Linked DNA regions of Mus musculus: region 2 is linked to region 1. The links are chromatin contacts, called in public HiChIP or PLAC-seq maps. All regions are on one chromosome and are shown on one strand. The core of a region is the stretch at or near the end of the contact, and the rest is flanking DNA. Distances in the headings are between cores, read along the strand shown.

The links. HiChIP or PLAC-seq counts read pairs in DNA pulled down with a chosen protein or histone mark.
Region 2: a contact with region 1 is called in a CTCF HiChIP or PLAC-seq map of the NIH/3T3 cell line, with 12 read pairs. The contact joins two enhancer-like sites. A contact is called at or near these places in 1 of 15 datasets of contacts at CTCF or cohesin (the NIH/3T3 cell line), 1 of 484 Hi-C or Micro-C datasets (bone marrow-derived macrophages) and 1 of 115 datasets of contacts at active chromatin or transcription factors (bone marrow-derived macrophages).

Annotation. Positions count from the first base shown.
Region 1 is chr10:67,648,891-67,653,049 of GRCm38.p6, reverse strand. No RefSeq gene overlaps it. Among named protein-coding and RNA genes, the nearest start is that of Gm32515, 14 kb to the left of the region's middle. Within about 2 kb of position 1,304, at least 19 of the 459 cell types and tissues checked have an H3K27ac peak or open chromatin away from gene starts, as enhancers often do. A contact at or near this core is called in the NIH/3T3 cell line, where this site is marked.
Region 2 is chr10:67,746,238-67,750,208 of GRCm38.p6, reverse strand. Gm40681 (a long non-coding RNA gene) reads left to right here. Exons shown (of 3, transcript XR_871797.3): 2 at 79-195; 3 at 971-1,057. Among named protein-coding and RNA genes, the nearest start is that of Gm40681, 30 kb to the left of the region's middle. Within about 2 kb of position 2,653, at least 29 of the 459 cell types and tissues checked have an H3K27ac peak or open chromatin away from gene starts, as enhancers often do. A contact at or near this core is called in the NIH/3T3 cell line, where this site is marked.

The DNA.
Region 1 (4,159 bases), core at 55-2,554:
AATGGATCACTTATTACAGAAAGTATTCCATAAGCTTAAAAGTTGGGAATCTTAGCTGAGCAATGTCCCCTTTTGGTAACAATCCATCTATTCCAGGGAGAGATAACAAAGTATAAGAGAGGCTAGAGAGGTGGCTCAGCAGTTAAGAGCATTCCCTGCCCTTTCAGAGGACCCGGGTTGGACTCCCACCAAACGCATAGCAGACCACAGTGGTCTAAACTACAGTTCCAGGCAAGCCAATGCCCCCCTGGGGCCCCCATGGGCGCTATATGTACTTGGTATGCAGACCAAAGAGGTTTTGATGCGAGCAGTAATCATGCATGTGATGTTTTAGATACATCCACTGGGGGAATACTGCCCCAAATAGGTACTGGCAATAGGAAGTGAAAGTCTCTGGCAGGCCCAAGCATGGCAAACATGGCATCCACAGGTTTTACTTTGTACCCTCCTCATTCTTGCTCAAAATCATTAAGAAGATTAGATCACATTCCCAGAGCTAGCCAACAGCATCTGTTCCCTTATTTGGCTATTTCCTCCTCCTGAGGCTGACCGGCAAGGTCCAGCTATCAAAGGATTGAAGTCCAGCAATCAAAAGTCCACTTTTGGCTGCACTCATTAACCTGTCCAACTGAGATTAAGCACCTCATCCTAACTCGGGTGCCTCCCCTTTTAATTTTTTTCTTTACAAACTGCCATTTGCCTACGGGCACATCTGTGTCCTCTGTATCCTGAGGCAGTCCTTTGTCTGTCTGGGGCAAATCTTTCTTCCCTCACTACCTCCCCTGCCCAACGTTTCCCTGCCTTGGTCCCTCTGGGGAACATAAATCTCCTTTGTGCTGAGAACTTGGTCTTGGTGTGTCCTGTGCTGACTCTGGTCCTTTTAGAGTTGGCAAGCTCAGAATCCAGAGCCAATCTAGAGCTCAGAACCTGAGAGCAGATGGGAGAAGCACTTTGTAGGGAAACTGGCAGACCCAATTTAACAGAGAGGAAAAGGTGGAGCTACCATTTGGTGGCTCAAAATATCCTGAACTTGGACACGAATGCCATTTTTAAAAGCTAGATCATGTAGGAAGTAAAAATCAGCCAAGGGTAAAGGCACAAAGACATCCGCCACTCGAGGGAAAGGTCTGTGGATGGCAATGAGCCCCTGAGTCTTCATCTGTGAAATGGGGACATGAGTGTACTCTACAGCTTCCACAAAGAGCTGTATTCTTTCCAAATTTGGGCTTCTTGGGGTCTGGAGTTTCTCTACTCATGATTCACTCTGAGGAGTAAGAGTATGAATCACTCTTTCATTCTAATTATATTTACTCCAACTTAGCTAGGCAGACTTGAGCGTACTGGGAAAGTTTAACTATTGGCCCAATGTCCCTATGTTTGGAAACAAGAGGGCAAGATCTTATCCTTTGCCAAGCTTTGGGACCTCAGTGTGCAAAGCTCCACCCAGAGTTCCTGAGACCTTTCAGTGTCTTGACACATTGGATGAAAATTAGAATTTGGTTTCCTTCCATGTATCTGTGGGCTTTCCATCTGTGGTTCTGCAAACCACAATCAAAAATACTTAAAGGGCTGGAGAGATGGCTCAGCAGTTGAAAGGATTTTCTGCTCTTGCAGAAGACCGAAGTTCAGATTCTAGAACTCACAACCTTCAAGTACTTCAATTCCAAGGGATCCAACATCTTTTCCTGGGCTCCACAGATACTTGAACTCATGCACATATCACACACAAACACACACACACACACACACACACACACACACACACACACACACACACTCACACTGACATAGGACACGGTTTAAAAATAATAAAAATATTTTTAAAGCATATGGAAGATGGTGAGCTGTTATATGTAAATACTGTACATTTTACATAAGCTGGCCACTGCAGATTTTGATATGTAGGGGGTCTTGGTACCAATATCCAATGATGCAGTGAAAATATATAAACAATGTCAAGTAAGAAACAAAACATTCTAGGTGTTTCCACAGGGAGAGTCTAACGGGTAGGATGTGCATACTGCCTTCCCGGTTAGTTTGAAGAAGCCAGGAGAAGGGAATCCTCAGAGCAGGAGGCTGGCAGGACCAGGAGGAAAACACCAAACTCTAGGGGAGACCAGGCCTTAATACAGAAGATGAAAAGCAATTGAGGAAGACACCTAATGTCAACCTCAGACCTCCAAGGGCATACATGTGTGTGTGGACACACATGCGAACATGCACAAGTGAGTGCATACTACATATACAGGTGCAAAAAAGGAAAAAAACTCTACATAGAGTTAACACCAAATAAAGGAAGAAAGGAACAGAGGGAGGGAGGGGGATGGAGAAGGAGGAGGAGGAAGAGGAGGAGGAGGGAAGGAAGGGAGGGTGGAAGGGAGGGAGAAGGGGAGGGATAGGGAGGGATGAAAGAAGGAAAAGAAGAAGGGAGGTAGAGAAGAAGGGAGGGTGGGAAGGGGAGAGAAGGGAAAAGGAGGGAGGGAAAAAAGGAGGAAGAGGATGAGAGAGAGAGAGGATGGAGGGAGAGGGAGAGAAAGAGAAAAGAAAGGAGGGAGGGAGAGGAGGAGAGAGAGGGAGAGAAGGAGGGATACAGGAATCATCTGAACTTCTGGCTTAGTGGTGGATCCCATGGAGCCAGGACTCGGGCTATACAGGAGACAGGCTCAGCTAATGCTACTCTCAAATGAGCTGGGAGAGGCTGGGTCTGGAATTGCCAGGAGAAGCCATTCTCAGCCACGAATACTGAGGCAAAGGTGCCATGGCTGAGGCAATACTGACATGAACAGCCAGGGAGGAAAAAGCACACTCCCTGTTTTCGCCCCTCCTGGAGGGACCTGGCATGAAGCTAGCTAACAAAGAAGAAAGCAGGTTTCAAGTCCCACATTACCAAGAGAGTAGAGAGAGGGAGGGCTGGGGGTCAAAACCACCCGCTCAGTGACTGTCACATAGGATGGCCTTTCCATAGCACATGAATGGAGAAATACCACATTACTGTATTTTCTGAGCGAGCAATTACAACATTACAAGTGTGTGGAGTGGTGGGAGACAGCTAAAGACTCTCCCATCTGCCTCAAAGGAAAGAAAAACAGGGATCTCATGGGGGAAAAGCTGGAATGGTAATTTCGCAAACTGAAGTCGGCCCACCCTGACATGACCACCCATAACTCCCATCCCCTTCAGGGTGCCTGAGACATACACAGATAGAACATGGAGAAGGACATACAATGCCCCTCCCTTGGTTAGTTACACAAGCTCACTCTTAACCCACTAGAGTGAGATCCTCTTGCCAGCCTGGAAGAAGCAGACCCTGTGTTGTGAATTGCTCATGACATAAAGGATCTAGAGTGTAGGTCCTTGCTTCCGACCGTGTTTAAAGTTGACAACATTGTGTATGAGGCTAACTGACCATTGGGCTTCTGGGAACCTCCCATCTCTGCATCCCTTCTCACCATAGGAATGCTGGGATAGCAGACACAGGCAACTGTCCTGGCTTTAAGTGAGGATTGGAACTCAACTCCTCACACTTGTGTAGCAAACGCTTCAGTCACTGAGTCTTCTCTTCTAATAAGTGTGCTTCTGTGGTCATCTGTTACATGCTCTCTTAGTTAGGGTTTTACTGCTGTGAACAGACACCATGACCAAGGCAACTCTCATAAGGACAACATTCCATTGGGGCTGGCTTACAGGTTCAGAGACTCAGTCCATTATCATCAAGGTGGGAGCATGGCAGCATCCAGTCAGGCATGGTGCAGGAGGAGCTGAGAGTTCTACATCTTCATCTGCAGGCTGCTAGTAGAATACTGTCTTCCAGGCAGCTAGGGTGAGGGTCTTAAAGCCCACACCCACAGTGCCACACCCACTCCGACAAGGCCACACCTTCTAATATGCAGATCCCTAGGCCGAGCCTATACAAATCATCACACATGCTATAGTAAATTGTCGCTAGGAGGCTCCTTATTCCCCATTTGCCATCTATGGTCAACAAGGACCTCTGCATGTTCCAGGCACTTTCAATCTTCAAGATGGCAGACTAGTATAGAACACAGAAGTAACCAGGCATTGCCAGCCACTGTGAGTTCAGAAGGTAGTGAACCTGCAGGCTGTCAGAGCACGCCCAGAACGGAAGCACAGGGGAACCCTTAAAGGAGGTCTTAGTTCA
Region 2 (3,971 bases), core at 1,404-3,903, 96 kb before region 1:
AACCCAAGCAGAGAACAGTTGGTTGTCGCCATAGCAATTGTATTACTATTATACAAGAGGTCATATCTTGCCTTGCAGGTTAGGATCCTTATTCTTAGGAGCCATAGCTGGGTAGGAGTGTTGAGCTGACGTCCCTTCTCCTCTAAGAAACCTGCTGAACACCTTCCTGTGGCCCTGTGAAAACCAGCCAGTGAGGTAACAGTTTCTAGTTCAATTCCAACCTAATTGTTCTATATCCTGCAACTAAGGTGAAGCACATACATTGTACACACATCTACAGGCATACATAATACACCTACGTACATGTACACACAATCATATTGAAGCAAGGATCAGTCTTATAAAAGTTTGATATTAGATCTGTCGGAATATCTAAAGTAATACTCGTTCTCTGTTTACTCAGCTAATCTCCCTCTCGTAACAAATTTTCATCTGCTACTTCAAGGGAGTTTTAATTTTCTGTCTTATTTATATTTAAATTTCCCGTACTTAATGTTCTTCTGAAAATGATTTATCCTTTAATTGAACATGGCTGGTAGGAGCCAATGCATTGTCCTGACATTATGATATATAGATTCTGCCTATTAGCATTACAGAAATCACTATAAACCTTACTGGCATTTTAATTAAAATAAAGCTTGCTGGTAGTTCAGGAACCATGTGAGAAAGAAGAGAAAGAGAATAAAGTAAAACTACCCATGTAGCGGATCACACATTAACATGTTGATAGACGAATGGTACCACTTTGAACATGGGCTGTGACGTGGGATTTTAGGACACACTGAGAAGATACATCCCCATAGAGAAGCCTGGAATGTGGTCATTTCTCCTTTCTGGAACTCAGGGCTGATGTGTCCCTATAGAACATGCTGCGATGGGCTCCTTTCTCTTGATATTTTCTTCTGTGACAGGGGACCTAAGGACCTAGAGACTGTTTTGTTGATTCTGATTGGCCTTTCTTGTTCTCCAGGTATGGTGGCATTTAGATACTGTCCTTGGGAATTACCCATGTTCCTCGTTTATTTGTACCTGCCTACTAAAACAGAAAAACAAAAGGTACCCTATGGTAATGTATGACCTGCTGTTATCAACAGAAATAAAGTATCCATTTGTCATGATTCCTCCCTCATTTATAAAATCAAGAGGAAGTTGATGATGGCCTATTATGTAAACACTCTGTGCTACAGCTATATTTGTATTAGATACTTTCTGTCCACGTATACTTATGTGACTTGTTAGGAGCTAATGATTTTCCTTAGACAGCCTCAACCTATTTTGATGAAGCAGCCTTGGATTTCTTTGGTTTAGTTTGCGATACTCCACTGAGGACATCCCAGGGCTTACAGGCCCCATGCTTCTTCCCCTTTCTAGCCTCATGTCAGAAGTTCCTCAGGAATCCAGTTCTGAAAATCACTAGAGGGTGTGCATTGTGCGAACCCATGAGAACATACACTGTTCCCCATTCTCTGACTTACTCTCTGGTTCTTTTCTGACCAGATTACACTGAGAGTGAGTCAAGTTATTTTTTTTTCTTTTATCCAAGTCCCTGGAAGTTGGTCCGTAGCCTGGACTCACCTCGTTCCTATATAGACACGGCTAAGAGACTCATTCGAAATCTGACTCATTAGCTCAGGAGACACAGCACCGAATCCATGTTCTTTACATAAAGTGGAAATGATACTTAGCCAGCAGTGCCACAGATGGAGATCCAGCTGCATAGTAATATAATAATAAGCAGATTGCTGATGTCAGCGACTAGGGTGCTGCAGCCTGCTCAAAGCTTTTGCTACTCTAGCATCTTCTTTCATTCAAAACCTGTTGTGCTTATGTGCCCTTTGAATGACAGGTCATCTTCAAATTTCACCAAGTGCTCCCAATCCAAGATGGCTGGGGGTACTTAGGAGCTCGTGCTGAAGCTTTGCCGGGCAAGAAGCAGCTGTCACCTGAAAAAAGAGGAATAGCATGAATCCACAGATTTCCTTAGAACCCATGTCTCCAGACAGTGCCCAGACACTGGAGGAAGTCTGAAGCTTTAGAACTCACCACAGTGTAAGTGAGAGAGGGGAATTCTTCACATGCAGCCGATGAAATAATGGGTAACTGGTCTCTAGCAAATGGCCAGACATTTCCAAGAAAAGACTCAAGCGACAGCTCTCCAGTCATTACATGGAGGTACACGGGTCTCGTCGGGGGGGGGGGGGGGCTCAAGATAAATAGCATGATGACTGCACTTTGTATTTCTCCAAGTGAGCCTGTAGGGGAATCAGCTAAATGACATGAAAATGGTCATCTGTTATGGATGAGAATAATAACCCCATAAAGTCATTTTTATCCCGAGTTCAGATCCGCCTGCTTCTCTCCCCTCTCTTTCCACATGCTGTAATGGGATAAGTGGTGTTTTCAATCAGGGAGGGATGGGGGAAATTAAGAAGCTTCAGGAAAACTGTATCCCGACTTTCCAAGCCCTGTCTAGGCCAGTCTACGGTCTAGGCAGAGGCTGCCTTCCTCCTGCCTGGAGATTTCCATGGCCAGCGGAAGCAAGGCAGGGACAGCTGAAAATAATTGCCCTTGTGACCCTTTCCCAAGGAGATCCTAAGGTTGAAGGCTTGGAGACTCAGCTTGTTGCCATCCTGCCTTCATTTCTCTGGGTAAGAAGTCATGCTGAATGAATTTGTGATTCACTTCATAAACACTTGAGGGAATGGTTTCTTGCCTCCTTGAGCCATGTTTTGAAATCTGGTCTGCACCACCCTTCAAAATATAAAAGAAAAAAAATAAAGGAAAGCTTTAATAAACCAAATGACTGCTTTGCTCAACAAAGGCAAAGAGTGTCTCTATTAGTGTTCATTATGGGAGAGTCTGCCCCAGTAGGGTGTGCATGACGTAGGTATCAGCCCTGACTGACTGGGGGGCGGGTAGTTTACAGAGAGAATGACTACATTTCAAATGGTTTGAAAACATATTTATAAAGTCTAGAAATGTAAGGTGACTTTATTTATTCTGCATCTATGTGGCAAATTTATCAGATCCAACTGCTTTCCTAAGAACACCCCCTACTCACTGAAGAAACCTTCTTCATTTGAAATATGCATTCTTTCTCTTTGGAAATTCATTACATTAAAGTATATGGGAGGGGTAGGGAGAAGACCTAGTTAGCAAAGTGTTTACATTGAAAGTACAGGGACCTGAGTTTGATCCTCAAACCCCACATTAATTAGAAGGAGGAGGAGGAGGAGAGGAAGAGGAAAAGGAAGAGGAAGAAAGAGGAGGGGGAGGAGGAGAAAGAGAAGGAGAAGGAGAAGAGGAGAAGAAGAAGAAGAAGAAGAAGAAGAAGAAGAAGAAGAAGAAGAAGAAGAAGAAGAAGAAGAAGAAGAAGAAGAAGAAGAAGAAGAAGAAGAAGAAGAAGAAGGCGGCAAGTATAGGGGTGCTTGTAATGCTAGCCCAGGGGATGCAAGAGGCAGGCAGGTCCCTGTATCTCACTTGCCAGACAGTCTAACCTAAGTGGTAAGCAGGGGGCCAGTCAGAGATCCCTGGCTTAAAAAAAAGGAACAACAACAAAAGTAAGAGTGTCCTCTGGGGAATGACACCAGACATGTTTCTCTGGTCTCCATAGCCGAGCACACACACACACACACACACACACACACACACATACACATTTGTATGCATACCCAGGTGTGTGCACATACCCACATGCTCACACACATGTAACTCTACACAAACTCTATGCTATACTCACGGTATATGATTTTAGAAGAGAAATAAAAAAAGACAGAGAGCATGTATACTCTGCTTACACTGAAACTGAGCAATTGGCTTGGCCCAATCAGCTCAGTTATGAGACTCACATGGACTTTGGCCAACAAGATCTGGATGCTCTTCAAGTAAAATACCAGATGGCTCAACTAACCAGCTCTATCCACCGATATCCAATTGTTTTGCACAGAGAGACTGAGCCTTGAGCAGAGCCT